2 separate regions of the Podarcis muralis genome follow, and region 1 is linked to region 2. Evidence: chromatin contacts called from public Hi-C data. All regions are on one chromosome and are shown on one strand. The core of a region is the stretch at or near the end of the contact, and the rest is flanking DNA. Distances in the headings are between cores, read along the strand shown.

The links. A called contact is a pair of places that touch in the nucleus more often than the background predicts.
Region 1: a Hi-C map of blood shows a contact between it and region 2, with 6 times the contacts expected there. The contact joins the promoter of QARS1 here to the promoter of DALRD3 in region 2. A contact is called at or near these places in 2 of 3 Hi-C or Micro-C datasets (blood and tail).

What each region holds. Positions count from the first base shown.
Region 1 is chr2:104,015,819-104,021,096 of rPodMur119.hap1.1, reverse strand. QARS1 (glutaminyl-tRNA synthetase 1) reads left to right here and starts at 2,425. Exons shown (of 24, transcript XM_028719642.2): 1 at 2,425-2,584. The coding sequence starts at 2,462.
Region 2 is chr2:103,880,712-103,886,122 of rPodMur119.hap1.1, reverse strand. DALRD3 (DALR anticodon binding domain containing 3) reads left to right here and starts at 3,233. Exons shown (of 13, transcript XM_028719630.2): 1 at 3,233-3,531; 2 at 4,485-4,783. The coding sequence starts at 3,343.

The sequences.
Region 1 (5,278 bases), core at 1,176-3,675, 140 kb before region 2:
GTGTTACTCTCCTAGTAGGCAAAAGTTGCTTCACATCTTAACACAGGCACTCTCTCCCTCTCCCTCTCTCCCAGACATAAACAAGTCCTAGACTGACAATCCTTCTGTCTGGAGATGGGACTTCCTGATGACTTTTGACACCATTTCTCTTCTCCTTTGAAGGCTGCAACTGACAGCTTGCTCCCAGGGCTCTGTGATAGCTATGATTTTGCAACAGCACATGGTCTTATTGTGTTGTGAGAAAGCCATTTCTGTTGGTTTGTAAAACATTTCCACAGTCTTCCATCAGCCTCTAGCAAAGGGAGAGATGAGACAGCAGGGCATCTCCGTCAGCTCTGATGAGATCAACAACTTTTGGCTCCTTTTCTCCAAATGGTTCTATTCCAACTGGTCATTACAAGAACGAGTTGCCAAGCTTCCTTTCCCCCCTCTGCCCTCTCAATCACTTTTCCTTTTGTGTCATGTCTTTTAGATTCTAAACCTCAGGGTAGGGGCTGTTTTATCACTGATATTTGTAAGCTGTCCTGGAAGCTTTTTCTGACTGAAGAGCAGGATAAAAACGCTATAAATGAATACATATTTTTTAAAGTCCTGCAAATGCTTCCTGACTGAGTGGTCAATTAAAATCATTCTTATTGAATATAGGGTGGGAAACGTTCAACAGTATTATCTCTATATTGTGGGTAGTGCAGAGTTATTTGTATTGTGGGTAGTTCAGAATTACTGTATCTGTATTTCCAGACATGGAGAGGGGATTCGTGATAAGAGATGATGCTATGTAGTCCAGAATTATTATTCCCTACTGTAATACTACAAAGAACATCCTTACTGAGACAGAAAATTAGGGATGTTATCAGAGTTTAAACTGCTGTCTTCACTAATGTCTGAAAACACTGCTGCAAAGGATTCCTCCGGTTGCTGCTAAAATCCAATGCCAGCTCTCAAAAAGCCCATGCCCCATTTACTTGCACAACACTCAAGACTTCCCATAATAAACATCTTTATCATAAAAGGTTTTAAAGTGACCATGTAATGCAACGCCAAGGTTGCAGGTTCGACCCCCTGCACAGGACAGTTCCATAGTCCTCAGGGTCCCTTCCAACTCTACAATCCTTCAATTGCACGAGTCAGAACATTGGCCCATCTAGCTCAGTATTGCCTACACTGACCGGCAGCAGTCCTTCAGGATTTTGGACAAACCTACCTGGAGAGGAGGGGAAGAAATGGAGGCAGTGAGCTTTTACTTTCTTGGGCTCCATGATCACTGCAGATGGTGACAGCAGTCACAAAATTAAAAGACGCCTGCTTCTTGGGAGAAAAGCAATGACAAACCTAGACAGCATCTTAAAAAGCAGAGACATCACCTTGCCAACAAAGGTCTGTATAGTAAAAGCTATGGTTTTCCCAGTAGTGATGTATGGAAGTGAGAGCTGGACCATAAAGAAGGCTGATCGCCGAAGAATTGATGCTTTTGAATTATGGTGCTGGAGGAGACTCTTGAGAGTCCCATGGACTGCAAGAAGATCAAACCGATCCATTCTGAAGGAAATCAGCCCTGAGTGCTCACTGGAAGGACAGATCCTGAAGCTGAGGCTCCAATACTTTGGCCACCTCATGAGAAGAGAAGACTCCCTGGAAAAGACCCTGATGTTGGGAAAGATGGAGGGCACAAGGAGAAGGGGACGACAGAGGACAAGATGGTTGGACAGTGTTCTCGAAGCTACAAACATGAGCCTGACAAAACTGCGGGAGGCAGTGGAAGACAGGAGTGCCTGGCGTGCTCTGGACCATGGGGTCATGAAGAGGCGGACACGACTAAACGACTAAACAACAACAACCTGGAGAGGTCAGGGATTGAACTCAGGACCTTCTGCAGCCTTTCTCTCTACTCTCTTTCTTTCTTTTTTGATAACAATTTATTAATTTTCCAGAAATAACAATACAAAAAAAAAACCAACCGGGGAAAAAATCATAACCAAATTAAACCATAAATTTTGGTCGACTTCCCTCCACTCTCCGTCTTGGTTCCATTATAATATACTTGTTTATGCACGTCCATAAAACCTTATAAACAATCCAATTTTAAAACCACCTTGAACTTATTACAAGTGACTTTTGTAAAAATCTGTGCACAAAGCTCTCTCTACCCTCTTTCTATCTCTATGGCCACCTGATCCTTCGCTCTTCAAAAAAACGTCACCTTCGAGTGATGATGCAAAGAGAAGCAACCCGCTGCCCCATCCCAGCGCCACATTCGCCTCTCTCGGATTTGTCGCGGAGCCATGGGGAGGCGGGCGTTCCGGCGGCGCTTCCTATTGGTCGCAAAGACCGACGGCAACCTCGGGTTGGCTTTCCCCCGGCTCCTTGCCCCGCCCCCTACCCACTCTGCGCATGGTTGGTTGGGCTTGGAAGCCGGCGCGCCCTACGTCGGGCGGAAGTAGAGGCGGCTGCGAGGAGCAGCATGGCGGCCGACGAGCCGGGCGCGCTGGAGCTTTTCGTTAGCATCGGTCTGAGCGAAAGCAAGGCTCGCGAGACCCTTCGGAACCAGGCGCTCAGCGCGCTGCTCCGCGAGGCCATCGTGCAGGTATCGTCGCTTTGCCCCTAAGGGACTCCGTTGGTTTCAGTTCCCAGGCTGCCAACTCTCCCCTCTAGTCTCTCTCCCCACACCGGTAGTGCTCCTGTATCTTTGAGAGCAACCTGACAGGCTGAAATCCAACAGGTGTAGCTCACCCCCATCACTGCATTTCCAGGCCGCAAAATGCTACAGAGGGGTTGAAGTTATGCTTGTCATACAGCTGCTCGAAAAAGGAGTGGGGGGACCCCACCCCCTCAAAAAAACCAAAACCAAAAAACCCTTCACTCTCCTCCATTCCTCTACAGTGGTACCTCAGGTTACATGCACTTCAGGTTACAGGCGCTTCAGGTTACAGACTCCGCTAATCCAGAAATAGTGCTTCAGGTTAAGAACTTTGCTTCAGGATGAGAACAGAAATCGTGCAGCGGTGGTACAGCGGAAGCGGGAGGCCCCATTAGCTAAGGTGCTGCTTCAGGTTAAGAACAGTTTCAGGTTAAGAATGGACCTCTGGAACGAATTAAGTACTTAACCCGAGGTACCACTGCATACAAGTGGTACCTCTGGATACAAACGGGATCTGTTCCGGAGCCCCGTTCACATCCTGAAGTAAACGTAAGGCGCAACTGCGCAGGTCGCGTTTCGCCGCTTCTGCGCACGCGCGTGATGTCATTTTGAGCGTCTGCGCATGTGTGAGCGGCAAAACCCGGAAGCAACACGCTCCGTTACTTCCGTGTCGCCGCGGAGCGCAACCCGAAATTACTTAACTTGAAGCTACTTCAATCCGAGGTATGACTGAATATGGCACAGTTCTGAATGATCTCTCATTTTTATCATGCTTCAGTGAGTCTTCACAGAGACAGATAACGCAGTTTGGCAAACCCTCTAAAATTAGGAGATCTGCAAGTCTTCGTCAAAGAGAGGGCAGAGGATAGATAGACTGGGTGTGACTGTAAGAAAGGATGGTTTCCAAGTTCAGTATTCTGTTCTGTGATCTGCAAAGGGCGAGAAGATATTTTTTATTTTAAAGGTTTATTTAAATCGGAACTTGCTGCACCATCATGCCTCAGGAGCTGTCCCTAGCTATTTTAGCAATGCAAACTTAAACACACTTCCTGGGCAGTTGGACCTCTTGAGCTGAATGGCACTCACTTCTGAATAAGCTTGCATGTAGTCCTGTCCTACTCAAGATGTGACTACTGTTGAATTCAGTGGGGCTTCCAGGTCAGTGGGGTTAGGCTGTGGTTTGGGGAGACCTATCTGTGAGTGAGGCCAGCTGAATACAGTAAGACCTATTTCTAAATACCGTATTTTTCGCCCCATAGGGTGCACCTAGTTTTTTGGGGGGGAAATAAAGAAGAAGAAAAATCCCCCCCCAGGCTTCCCCAGCCCCCAGAACAGGCTGCTCTCTGCAAGCCGTGGGAGCCCTCCCGCGGCTTTCGCAGAGCTACCCGAAGCCCGGGCGCGACTGCTCAGCGCGCCCAGGCTTCGGGATAGAGGCAGCTCTCCGCAAGCCGTGGGAGCCCGGCGGGAACTCCCGTGGGCTCCCAAGGCTTGCGGATAGCTTCCTGAAGCCTGGAGAGCGAGAGGGGTCGGTGCGTACCGACCCCTCTCGCTCTCCAGGCTTCAGCGAAAGCCTGCATTCGCCCCATAGGACGCACACACATTTCCCCTTCATTTTTGGAGGGGGAAAAGTGCATCCTATAGGGCGAAAAATATGGTAAGCATGCTTAGGATTATGCTGTAAGACTGGATTCTGTCCCGGTGGATTCTGTATGGGGTCACTCTGGTATCTGTTCCCTGCCACTTGTTGGTATATGTTTTAACTGCCTGTTTTCATCTGAGACTCAGATTGATGCTCAGTTTGAAAATTGGTGGTCAACTATGCCTCTGCAATTTCAAACTCCCAAGAATGAAAAGGAAAAACAGAATAATAATATCAAATGTTTAATAAGTATTATCTGTTGGGTTAGGAACTGAGTTTTGGAACTGAACTTATTAGGGCCTCCTGTGAGTCCCCAGTGGGAGTGATTCATAGCACAGATAACTTCTCAGGAGCCTCTTATAAGTCCTCTGACTTGTTTACTGTTGTAGGCTGGACTCAAGTTCTAGCTGTGGTTCTGTCCCATTTCATGAACTGTCTTGTTTTTATTGGCCTTACATAATCCACTTTGGGACCTTTTTTGGATGAGGAAAGAGGAAGAAATGTTTCAAATAAACAAATTTCAGTTGTTTCAGTTTATCAAGTTACTATGAGTTTCTTCCCGCTGCTACATGAAGGATAGGGACGCGGGTGGCACTGTGGGTTAAACCACAGAGCCTAGGGCTTGCCGATCAGATAGTCAGCGGTTCGAATCCCCGCAACAGGGTGAGCTCCTGTTGCTCGGTCCCTGCTCCTGCCAACCTAGCAGTTCGAAGGCACGTCAAAGTGCAAGTAGATAAATAGGTACTGCTCCGGCGGGAAGGTAAACGGCGTTTCCGTGCGCTGCTCTGGTTCTCCAGAAGCGGCTCAGTCATACTAGCCACATGACCCGGAAGCTGTACGCCAGCTCCCTCGACCAATAAAGCAAGATGAGCGCCGCAACCCCAGAGTCGGTCACGACTGGACCTAATGGTCAGGGGTCCCTTTTCCTTTACCTACATGAAGGATACATTTCATTTGCTTGTAGCATGGCTTGCAATTTGTGGTGACATGGGAAGGAGAGA
Region 2 (5,411 bases), core at 1,984-4,483:
ATCCTGTTAAAGCAAGACATATACACCCCCAATAAATATGTGTGTCCCAGTCACATGTTATATTCTGCATAGTACACCCACAAGCCTGAATCCACAGCAATATTCCACACACACCCCGCCCATGTAATGGATAGTAAAACCTAATTTTGTAGCATGAAGAAAAGTAGAATGGAAGTGGATCCTGTTCAGTGTAGGTATTTATGCAGAAACTGGATGGTCATGTCAAGCATGCTACAGCTGATGTGATTTTCTTTTATGAATAGTGGTATACAAGCATTGTTTACAACTAATATAAATCTATACAATATTATAGCTAATATAAATTAACTAATATAAATAAATATTCCTGTACTGAGCAGGGGGCTGAAATGGGTGACCTCAAGTCCTTTCCAACACAAAATGGCCTTGGCAAGTCTGTTGAGTTGTTGACTTGCACTTTAAAACAATGGACTTTGTTTATTCTATTCTGATATTTGTTTGTATTTTATCATATTTACTATATTTTGATTTTATAACTTTCGTAAACTACTTAGGGATTTTCCATCCATTTTCATTGTCTGTATGATGTCCTCCTTCAAATCACTGTCTTCCTGTACTTTCCTTCAGACCAGATTTTCTGAATCCAAAAGGGAGAGGATGTGAGAAAATCTGGAGCAGAAAGTGCAGGAAGGCAGTGGAGAACATCATATGGACAACAGAGAATTAACACAGGTACAAGCAGCTTACTGTCCACAATAAACAACAGTATGAATGAACTACCAGGCTGTAGTCTATGCTGTTGGATTATGTCTTAAATTCAGAAAGCATGAATATCAATGCCCTGGAACTTCAGTACTTCCCGGAATAATACCTAATCTTGCTGGCATAGCTGGTTAGAAACCACAAATGTGCTGTTTTCTAGGGAAACCTTTAGATGTTTTTAAAAAGTGCAAAATAGCCATCAGCAGCAGAGGTTGCTGTCCACTGAGACTGATAGAGCAGAAGGCAAGGAGCCCAGACAGCAGTACACTCAACAATTAGTGGGGCCAACTCATCTTAAGCTTTGTTCCTGTTCTCTTCTCTGCTGTGTTTTATAAGGGCAACACTGAGACTACAGATGAGGGAGATGATAGGCAGTTCCACCACACTGGGCTCATTGGAAGATGGGCTGGTGGGGCTGGCTGAGGGCAGACTAAGGTTGGTGGGGGAGTGCTTCATTTACCCATATGGACTAGCCTCCACTAGCCATAAGAAATAGTACATTCAGTGTCTACATTTTGTTTGCATTTCTGTTGGCCTGTTGGAGTTGCTTGGGGATGTTTCACTTCTGCTTCTGGTTTATTTCAAACAGTTTCCATTGTTTGTAGTGCCACCCAGGCTATAAATAAAAATGCAAACAGCCTATAGCTTTCGACACAGTCTCTGAGAGATTCTCATACCAGGCACACTTATTATTTATAAGTGATGTGCTCCTTACCAGAGCTATGATGAGTGTCGACGACTGCTGGACAGATCACTGATTAATGCGTTCTACGTTGGCTATCGAGATACCTCAACGCAGGCTTCAAGGAAGGAAACCAAGGCGCAAAATGAACACTCAAGCCCTTCAAGATCCTATTAAGTGGATTACTTCCAAATTACTCTCAAGGACCACCAGTGTTGAAGCAATGATTCTTCAACATCAACTTTGTTGGACTGGTCATGTTGTGCCGATGCCTGATTATCGTCTTCCAAAGCAACTACTCTATTCCCAACTCAAGAATAGAAAGCGAAATACTGGTGGACAACAAAAGAGGTTTAAAGACACTCTCAAGGCAAATCTTTAAAAATGTAGGAAAAACCCAGACAATTGTGAAACACTGGCCTGCGAGTGCTCCAATTGGGAAACAGCCTTTGGAGATCAGTTGTGGGCTTTGAAGACGCTCGAACTCAGGACGAAAGGGAAACATGTTAAGAGGCAGGCACATTTAGCAAACCCTCACCGTGATCAGTTCCTGCCTGGAAACCTATGTCCCCACTGTGGAAGGACGTGTAGATCCAGAATTGGCCTCCACAGTCACTTACGGACTCACTGTTAAGATTGTGTTCATGAAAGACAATCTTACTTAGCTACAACTGATCACTAAAGAAGAAGAAGAAGAAGAAGATTTATATCCCATCTTTTCCCCTGACAAGGGACTCCAGTCCAAGCGGCTTAGAGATAAAACAGGACCAGCTAAAAACATAGGGATGAAAAAAGAAAAAAAACCTACAACAATTAAGCATTGATAGATTTAAAACTATAAATATAGTTCCCCAAAATGTTGTATGTTATATCACAAAAGACTCCTGAGTAAGCTTGGCACCCATGGAACAAGGGGCAAAGTACTCTTGTAGGTTAGGAATTTGTTAAGTAGCAAAAACCAGAAAGCAGGAGTTTCCCCAAGAAACTGTATTGGGACCTGTGCTTTTAACTTTTTCATATATCATTAGAGTGAGGGGTGAGCCGTGAGGTAGCCAAGTTTGCTGATGACACTCAGTTGCCCAGGTCCATTATAACAAAGAGAGATTGCAAAGAGCTCCAAAGAACCTTTTCAAATAGGCAGTAAAGCAGCAAATGCAATACAACATGCCCACCTGTGCGTACAGACAACATAGCTAGTAACTGCCATTTTAGACTACGTTATCTGCAAAGGCATGCAGAATTGCAAACCGCTATGTACAAAAAATGCTATGACCCAAGTGTGTTTTCAAAGGCTACAGATGTATATACAGCCTAGGGCTACAATCCTACCTAAGGGGTTACTGGGTTGCTGTTTTTATTTTGATTATATATTTTGATTTTGTTCTGTGAACCGCCCTGAGACCTCCGGGCATAGGGCAGTATATAAATTCTAATAATAATAATAATACCCATTTGCCAGGGAGTAAACTACACTGAATTCAATAGGACTTCTGAGGACTTCTGAGTAGACATGTGTTGTAAGAAACTAATTATGGCGCAAGCCTCGGTGGACCTGATGAAAAGCTTTAATGCCATTAAAAAAATAAAAATCTGTCTTTTATTTTTATTTTTATTTTTTTTAATAATTTTTTATTAGATTTTCCACAATGATAACACAAACCACAAAGCAAAATGATACACGAAAACAGAAAAAGGAAAAATAAATCTGTCTTTTAAAGTGCCCAAAGACTCGACAACACCAAGGGTGGCAGAATCCCACTCCTACGATGCCCATCCCGGCTTTGGCTCCACCCGGAAGTCAGTCTATACTATAGTTCTATGTTTATTTTCCATCATGACATCACATCCTGGCAAACCGGGCGGACTTCCCCCCTCCCCCGCCCTCCAGGAATTCCGGAGTCGCCGGCGCCTGCGGTCGCATGGAGACGCTCGAGAGCCGCCTGTCTGTCTCCGAGACTCTGGAGGCCTTGAACGCTACTCTCCGAGGAAAGGCCGGGGTCGGTGCTCGCGGCCCGGTCTGGTTCAAGGAGAGCAGCGCCCGGAACTTACGTAGCAGGGATTTCCTGGCTCCGCAGGCTGCCCTGAGGGCGATGTTCGCGGACGGGCAGGTAAGGGGGCGTGTCCTCCGCGAAAGGGGGCGGGGCTGCCTTGCCTGTATTCATTTATTGGTATGCAAATGGTTAGTTCCCCTGTGAGGTACCACCTTCAGCTGTCAGGTGGTGCTTTGTGATTTACTATAATTATTATTCCTGTATTACAGGGGGTTGGACTAGATGACCCCAGGGGACTCGTACAACTCTTACAATTCTATGGTTGTAGTAGTAGTAGTAGTAATAATAATAATAATAATAATAATAATAATAATAATAATAATAATAATAATTTATTACTTATACCCTGCCCATCTGGCCGAGCCTCCCCAGCCACTCTGGGCTGCTTCTAACAGAATATTATAAACACAATAAAACATCAGACATTTAAAACTTCCCTAAAAAGGGCTGCCTTCAGAAGTCTTCTAAAAGTCAGATAGTTGTTTATTTCCTTGTCATCTGATGGGAGGGTGTTCCACAGGGCAGGTGCCACCACCGAGAAGGCCCTCTGCCTGGTTCCCTGTAACCTCACTTCTCACAGTGAGGGAACCGCCAGAAGGCCCTCGGAGCTGGACCTCAGTGTCTGAGTTGAATGATGGGGGTGGAGATGCTCCTTCAGGTATACTGGGCCGAGGCTGTTTAGGGCTTTAAAGGTCAGCACCAACACTTATCACTCCATATTTTATTTATACTCCTCTTTCCAGGTATCTTAGAGAAGACTTGACTGGAGAAGTCACCTACTAATTCTTTCCCAGCAGCAGATTATTTTAGTGATCTAGAGACCATCACCCACAGCATTTTAGCTTAGAAAACCCAGCTGTGATCTATTTGTGCTTGAAATTGAGTTGTCTTTTTTTATTATTATTAAATCTAACTACATGGTGAACTGCTTTGTTTCTGCTCCTGAACAGCCCAAACCAGGAGGAAGCCGACACTCCTTGACTCTTCTCCCTTTTCTTGTATCACAACAGGTTCCCGATGGCGTTGCCGAGAGTGTGTCTTCACTTAAACGCCCAGGGTTGCCACCCATCCGGAGTTGCCAAAAGAGCCCAGCTGGACTGACTGTGCAGTTAGAGAGGCCTGCTGTCTTTGAGCAGATCCTGAAAGCCATTCCTGTGTATGCGGAGCCCCCTCAGACAGCCCATGGGCACAGCATCCTCCTGAACTGTGTGCCCCTGCACGGCTGCAAGGGCCTGAACTCGCTGAGTTTGAGTCACCTGAGAGCCATCCTGGTCACTGACCACCTCGCAGGCACACTCCGAGCTCAAGGGTTAGTAGATGCAACTAGATGGACCTATTCTAATTGTCAATCCCGGATCCAGGAATATGTGTGGCATTCTTATGTGTTTATTACAACTTTACACACAATGAGAAGTAGATGCAACAATGTTCAGTGGGGCTGACTTCTAAGTAGGCATGCAGATGATTGCAGCATTTGTTCTCCCCACAGTTCAAAGCTGCTTATATAGCTGTGAATGTGCTGTGTTTTGGAGAGAACAGTACACTGGTACCTCGGGTTAAGTACTTAATTCGTTCTGGAGGTCTGTTCTTAGCCTGAAACTGTTCTTAACCTGAAGCACCACTTTAGCTAATGGGGCCTCCTGCTGCTGCTGCTGCTGCGCTGCCGGAGCACGATTTCTGTTCTCATCCTGAAGCAAAGTTCTTAACCCGAGGTACTACTTCCGGGTTAGCGGAGTCTGTAACCTGAAGCGTATGTAACCTGAAGCGTATGTAACCCGAGGTACCACTGTATTGTCCTTTCTAGGACTCTGGCAACATTCTGAGAATCTTACCTGCTTTTTAAGAGAGCTCTTGGTTCTAGCCTTCATTTCTGTGGAGTTCAGATTTGGAAAGCAGTGCAGTCTACCGTCAAGCCTTTAAATACAGCACTCAGGTCA